2 separate regions of the Mus musculus genome follow, and region 2 is linked to region 1. Evidence: chromatin contacts called from public Hi-C data. All regions are on one chromosome and are shown on one strand. The core of a region is the stretch at or near the end of the contact, and the rest is flanking DNA. Distances in the headings are between cores, read along the strand shown.

Evidence for each region. Hi-C and Micro-C count contacts between places; a contact is called where the count stands out from the background.
Region 2: a contact with region 1 is called in a Hi-C map of cerebellum, with 1.5 times the contacts expected there. The contact joins two enhancer-like sites. A contact is called at or near these places in 5 of 484 Hi-C or Micro-C datasets (bone marrow-derived macrophages, cerebellum, embryonic stem cells and 2 more), 3 of 115 datasets of contacts at active chromatin or transcription factors (the HPC-7 cell line, embryonic stem cells and large pre-B cells) and 1 of 9 other capture datasets (embryonic stem cells).

The regions. Positions count from the first base shown.
Region 1 is chr2:145,970,363-145,973,532 of GRCm38.p6, reverse strand. It overlaps Cfap61 (cilia and flagella associated protein 61), which reads right to left. Exons shown (of 27, transcript NM_001369121.1): 8 at 1-61. Among named protein-coding and RNA genes, the nearest start is that of Cfap61, 37 kb to the right of the region's middle. Within about 2 kb of position 1,697, at least 6 of the 459 cell types and tissues checked have an H3K27ac peak or open chromatin away from gene starts, as enhancers often do. A contact at or near this core is called in cerebellum, where this site is marked.
Region 2 is chr2:146,182,759-146,185,928 of GRCm38.p6, reverse strand. The region is part of intron 25 of Cfap61 (cilia and flagella associated protein 61); the gene reads right to left. Among named protein-coding and RNA genes, the nearest start is that of Insm1, 38 kb to the left of the region's middle. Within about 2 kb of position 1,603, at least 6 of the 459 cell types and tissues checked have an H3K27ac peak or open chromatin away from gene starts, as enhancers often do. A contact at or near this core is called in cerebellum, where this site is marked.

The sequences.
Region 1 (3,170 bases), core at 448-2,947:
GTAGCAGGGGCAAGTTCACGCTGGTGCACACGCTCATGAACCCGACAGCCTTGCCTTCCACCTGGAACACGGGAACACAGCCACCTTTCAGACTTCAGGCGACGACTGCCATGCACCTGTCACAAGAGCATAGCGTGTGGCTCACTGGTAGCTTGGGAGGCACTCCGAGTTATTTAAGGGCAGAAGACCAAGAGGTTCTGGTGTCTGGTACCATGCAGGGGATACACAACACACTCAAAAGCGTGTCCAACAAGTGACCACTGTGGATGGTCTTAACAGTTGGGAAGAAACTTAGGGCACTGGTCAGAGCCTCTTAAGGAGACACTACTGAAATGCTACATGTGACCTCTTTCTGAGTGACTCCTCACCACCCCCAACCCTCGCCCACCTATTCCACTCCCTCGACTGTGTGTGTGTGTGTGTGTGTGTGTGTGAGAGAGAGAGAGAGAGAGAGAGAGAGAGAGAGAGAGGGAGGGAGGGAGAGGGAGAGGGAGAGGGAGAGAGAGGTGGGGGCTTGTTTGCTTGCTTTTCTTTTTACTCAGCCATAAGCCCTGACCTTGGGTGCCTTTCTCCCTCTGCGCTTCCCACACATCACGGACAGCTCTTAGTGAAGGGGGTCATCCCTGAACCCATCAGATGAACTCCAACTTAGAGAGCAGTCACAAATTCAGGGCTCCTTGACAGAGAGAAACTCTTCACTGTCTCTTGAGTTCACTTACTGAGTACTTGACTGGTCTGAGAGGAGAAGTGAAGAAAGGTTGTTTGGTGGGAAACAGCTCAATGAAGTCTGCCCTGATCTACAAACAAAACAATGCTCAGCACACTGAGACATTGGCACCAGGTACTGAAGTTCATGCAATGCTCACCGCGATTTTACTGTATGATTGTTGACATTTTAAAAAAAGATTTATTTATTTTGTGTATTATATATATATATATATATATATATATATACATACATATATGATCTATGTGCCAGAAGAGGGCATCAGATCCCATTATAGATGGGAGCCACCATGTGGTTGCTGGTAATTAAACTCAGGACCTCTGAAAGAGCAGCCAGTGAGTGTTCTTAACCTCTGAGCCATCTCTCCAACCCAGATTTTTGACATTTTTTTTGATGAGGAACACAGGCTCTCAGGAAGCTGAGTGACTGACTGATTGACCCAGCCATTCTATTCAGGAAGTGGGCTCACTGGTACTCTGCATCACTCATTCTCGAGAAGTTACCACCTCCACACAAATGGCAGATGCTTTAACATCCTGAGTCAGGGAAGGAAGCGGCAATAGTGTTTGGATGGTACGGAAAAAGACAGTCTTTCTCCAAGACACCTTTGTGTGCTTGAAAAACAAATGGGAGATGCTTTTGATTTTCAAGCAGTCTTTTTAGAAATGAATTTTCCTTGCATATTCTTTCCTTTCCCGGACCCCTCCCCAAATGATACTTGCTATAAAAGGCTGATTTACACAGCTGCTTTATAAAGCCATTGACACTTTAATGAAAGTCCAAAACAAACATTTTAATTTTTTCCCCAAATAACAAGTAATTGTTTGTCTTGTTTGTACTCCTGAACAAAGGCTGTGTAGCTGCACTTGTCTGGCTTCTCTATAATTTCAGGCCCAAGACTCAGCAGACGCTGATTAACCAATCCATCTACCATATGTGCAGAAAGAGACGGCCAGCCTCACTCCCGGCAGGGAAAATTGGCATCCATCTTGGTTCACATGGAGATGTCCTTCTAATCTACAGCCGTGCTGGCGCAGCGAAACTTGCATGGCCTGAAATACCTTTTGCTGGCTTCATGGCGAGCTGCATGTGCATGATAAGAATGTATTATTTATAAGACCGCTGTTAGTAATGAGCTATTACACTAATGGCTCATTGTGTTGGGGATTTGATTTCAAATGGCATGGATCACACATTCTGATGAAAATGAGAAAAACATGTTTTGCCATTAGGAACAAAGATTTAGCATCTTCCAATTCCACAACCTGTTATAGTCCCATCTCTCGGCGAAGCTTGTAACAACTTACAAAAGCCCACCATCAGAGACGGCGGCAGAGCAAGAACGGATGGCGGACATGTCTCTTCTGTTCTTTGGTTTTTCTTCAAATGACTGCCTTGAGATAGACCGTTCTGAAATATCAGTTTGCGGGATGGCCATGGGCATGTTGGTGTGCATGTCCCTTTACAGTGTGCGAAGGCATTGGCTGCTGTTATTGTTCAGCGGACAGAGTTGTTTCTTGCGGTCCAAGTCTCCTCACACTGGCAGACAAAACTCGAGGTTTTTCTCTTCTTGTCTGTCCTGTGAATCTTCATGATGACACAGAGAAGGTTTAGGTCCCTGGAAAACCATCTAGGAGCTTGTCTTGTCTTCACAAATAGGTCTAACTCTCCTATACGTGAGCGCTTTAACATTTATAACTCCACCCCCAAAGCCCTAGTCAGGCATCCCTTTCTAGTGACCATATTTCACAATGAGGGTTTTTGTCCTCGTTGTGACCGTTACTGGCTTTGAGCCCCTTCTTTTGGTGCCAAGTGCACGGCTAACCTGGCAGGCTCTCTCCCGCCTGCAGGTCAGTGGTGCTTTCTCGGACCACTGCTGCCCGTGTCCTGGATGATGCCAAAACAGACGCTTTGCCCATCTGTCTCTAGGAGCCGCCTTGGCCTCCAACCGCCCTTCCTTGAAATCTCAGCTTGAAGTAAACACCAGATGTCAAAGTACAGTTATGACAAGGATCCTGCAGCAAAGTCACAGCTCAAAACTCGTCCAAAGTAGCAGAGAGAACAAAGAAAGTCCTCACAGCCAACAATTCTTTAACAAGTCAGTGATCTTCCTCCTAACTCAAGCCATGCTCTGTAGCATTCTTCGTGAACAGCCTGAAACCATCCTGTACTGGATTGGGAAGAGGCACACTTGATGCACTCTGTCCTGCTACAGCTGGTCAGTAGTTGTGGCTGCCCTAATACATGGTATATGTTGGCAAACGCCAATTCAGTTTTGGGAAGAAATGCCCAGATGTGTAGTGCTTGCCAATGGTAAAATACTGTCATCATGGTAGTTTCAAGTTGCCAACCAATGTCATCAAATGGGAAGTAGGGAAGAAATAATGCAGTGCCAGGCTATTATATACTATGTCCACTAGATAAGACAACAGACAAAAATCCC
Region 2 (3,170 bases), core at 354-2,853, 210 kb before region 1:
TTGATTTGCCTTTTTCTGATGACTAAGGGTGTTGAACCAGAGGCAAGGATTATATATTGATGTTTTATTTGGGATGTGCACTTCCAGGTGTCCAGAGTAAGAGGAAAAGATGTGGAAACAGGAGAAAGTCAGGATTATGTTTTAAGTGTTGGTGACTGTATCACACAGCAGGATGTCTCTAGGCCAGGAACACATGGAGAAGCTGGGTCCCAGGACGGTCTAAGGAAGACAGAGGAAGGGAACTCATCTTCTCTGGCTCCTTCCTATCCATGGGGAATCAGCCCCTAGCACTTCTGCAGTTTTTCAGGCAGCCTCTTTGGCAGCTGTTTTGGATCCAGAGTCTATGTGACACAGATTTCTTCCTGTCCAGAAGTGTGTGTGTGTGTGTGTGTGTGTGTGGTCCCAAACAGGGTAGGCAGAAGGTTGAAGGGCTTGAAGATGCACTTTGCCATTGAGGCTATGCAGGGAGAGATTTCTGTCTGCTTTATACCCCGCTACCTTTCACGACCCCTTGTCCCTGGCTTCAGTGATGACTCAAAGCTGTGCTGAAAGTCTAAAAGGATGGGAACATCACAGGCACCTGACCAACTGGACTTCTCCCTTGGGAGACTTTCAAAGTGGCTGTCGGAAAGAGCGCTCTCCTTTGTCCCCTGACATCAAGTTATACATGGGACCAGTGCCAGAGGAGGAAGGCAGCATGTGTAGAAAGAGTGCCAATGCTGTCTCAAACAAAGCCAGGCTCCAGGATTCCTGGTTCCGGTGCTACTCTTGGTCCTCCTGGCTTTAGTTCCAAGTGATGTAAAGTCTCCTCGCTGGGGTGTCTGCCTGTCTGCTGGAGCTGGGCTCCTGCCACTTACAGAGCTTCTGGACTAATGGTGAGTATGACCATGAAGAACAGGGATGGATATCTCGAAATACATAACTATTAAGAAAAATAAGCAATCCTGAAATTTAAAACGTCCCTCTACAGTTAGATTGCTCCCCCACAGAATGCTGAGCTGTTATAATAAAGGCCTGGGTGAACACTTTAGTTCTAGCTCATAATTGGAAAATATCACATTGGTTCAGATATTAAATCCTTGCCAGAGGGACCCCAGCAGCCCCGGATACATACCCTCATGGAAGATCCACATGCAGATCTGTCTTGAAGGCAAAGACCAGCTATCGGATGTGTTTCAGGGTGCCCTGAAGAGGGACCAAGTTAGGGGCCTGCAACCCAAGCGGACCAAGTTAGGGGCCTGCAACCCAGGCGGCTCACCACAGGCAGTGAGTCTGTGTTAATATCTTGGAGGAGTTTGAATATTGTTCAATTATCACATGCAGAAAGCCTCCAGCTTGCAGGCACCGTTTGTCAGCTGGGCTTCTAGGGGCCGGGAACTAATCATTAAGGCTGCCAAGAGGTGGAGAAGCCTTCTCTCAGCAGCCTCCCGGCCTCCAGCATGCGGTACATTTTCCTATTTCACTTGGATCTGCTCCTAATGATTGAACTATAGATTATTAATGCGGAACACCTCTGGGATGCTAGAGTGACTGTGCAGGGCTCTATTCTGCCCTTGGAGTCTTCAGCACGTATCCTGGCCTGGCAGACGGTGTTCTGGCAGCTGTCAGAGCTGCTGGGGCCAGGAGGGTACCGTGGGCTCCAAACAGCGGCTCCTATTAGCAGCTACAGGGGCATCGTTGGTGGCATTTGGTGCTCTCGTCTCCCCAAATTACCGGATGGAGTGAATAATAAGCCACAAAATGCATCTCAGGGGTTTGCTGCAAGGGTGACAAGAAGTGTTTTTTTAAGAAGGAAAGGAAAGTGGTTTGGGCCATGCTGGGGCTTTGCCATCTGTCACTTCACAAAGTTATCCTGGGCATGTGTCAGGAAGACAGTTCGGCATCACGCAGGCAGCCTCGTGTGTGGATGAGACGATCCTGTAGCAGTGTGAACTCTGGGCTGCCGGAGCGGCAGCGCAGCAGGACGACGGCTCCCTAAGAATGACTCTGAGCTGAAAAATCTTCTGCCTGGCATCTACAGACTTCACAGCTGCTCAGGGAGGGAGCCTAAGGCTTCTTGTACAGATAAAGGGAATCAAGTTTTGAGACCAGACAGGAGAGGTCTAAAGGGGCCCTTGTGTGCTCTCTCCTTATTACACATCACCACCGACAGGGTGAACCAGGCAACCTTCAAGACCTAGAAGGGAGCAGAGGCTGTTAAATCATCAGAACCAGGGGGTACAGACAACTGCCACCATTGCTGAGTGGGGCTTTGCAGGGTTCCAAGAGCCTCGGACAGCCCAGAGCCCTCTCTGCCTGCCTGTGTGGCAGTTGTCCAAGTGTGAGGACACAAAAAGGGCCAGAGTTGATCAATTCAACTCAGCTTGGGTTCACAGCACAACACAACCACATCAGTGGAGTCTGAATGGTGTAAAAACCAGAAATCTATTCTGAAAGTTCAAAAGCAAGGTGTCCCACACTTTCCTTCCACAACTAACTTTATGGCTTGTAGGAGACTGCCTTCTAGCTGTGTCCTCCTGTGGTAAAGACCCTTACCTCCTAAAGACCCAAGACAGTCACTTCAGTTAGAGGCTCAACACGTCGGTTTGGTGTGGTGAGACACGAGTCGGTCTCTGGCATGGGGCTGTAAGTGGGGTTTCCAAGTAGAAGGAAGTAATGAACAGAGAATTAAACAGGTTAGTGGATAGAGAATGCCACAGAGATGCCGCTGGGTGTGGACGGGGTGATGTCTGTCTTGTGGGAGACTTTTCTCAGTACTAGTGTCTGAAGATGTCATATAATAAGTTGTAAATCTGCTTTAATTTTGAAAGAAGTCCGAGCTTTGAAGCTGTTTCTCCACTGTACCCAGCTTGCATTTTTTCTGATGTTTCCTTTGCCATCCTTACATTTATATCTCTGTAAATAATTTGCCTATTTTCTCCTTTTGCTTTTTCTCACTTTTCTCTCTGGTTATCAGCTCTTTGATAATGATATGCCTTGGTGTAATTTTCTTCATTTTTCTTGAAATTTGTTGAGCTTAGATTTGTGGCAGTAGATGATGCACGCATATCTAACTCGCAAGCTGCAGGCTGCCTGCACCCAGGAGCGTTATAAATGTGGTCCAACTCAAGACCTTAAACTTAAAATGTGTGCGAGTGCATGTGCGAGTGTGTGTCTGTAGTGAGAGTGTG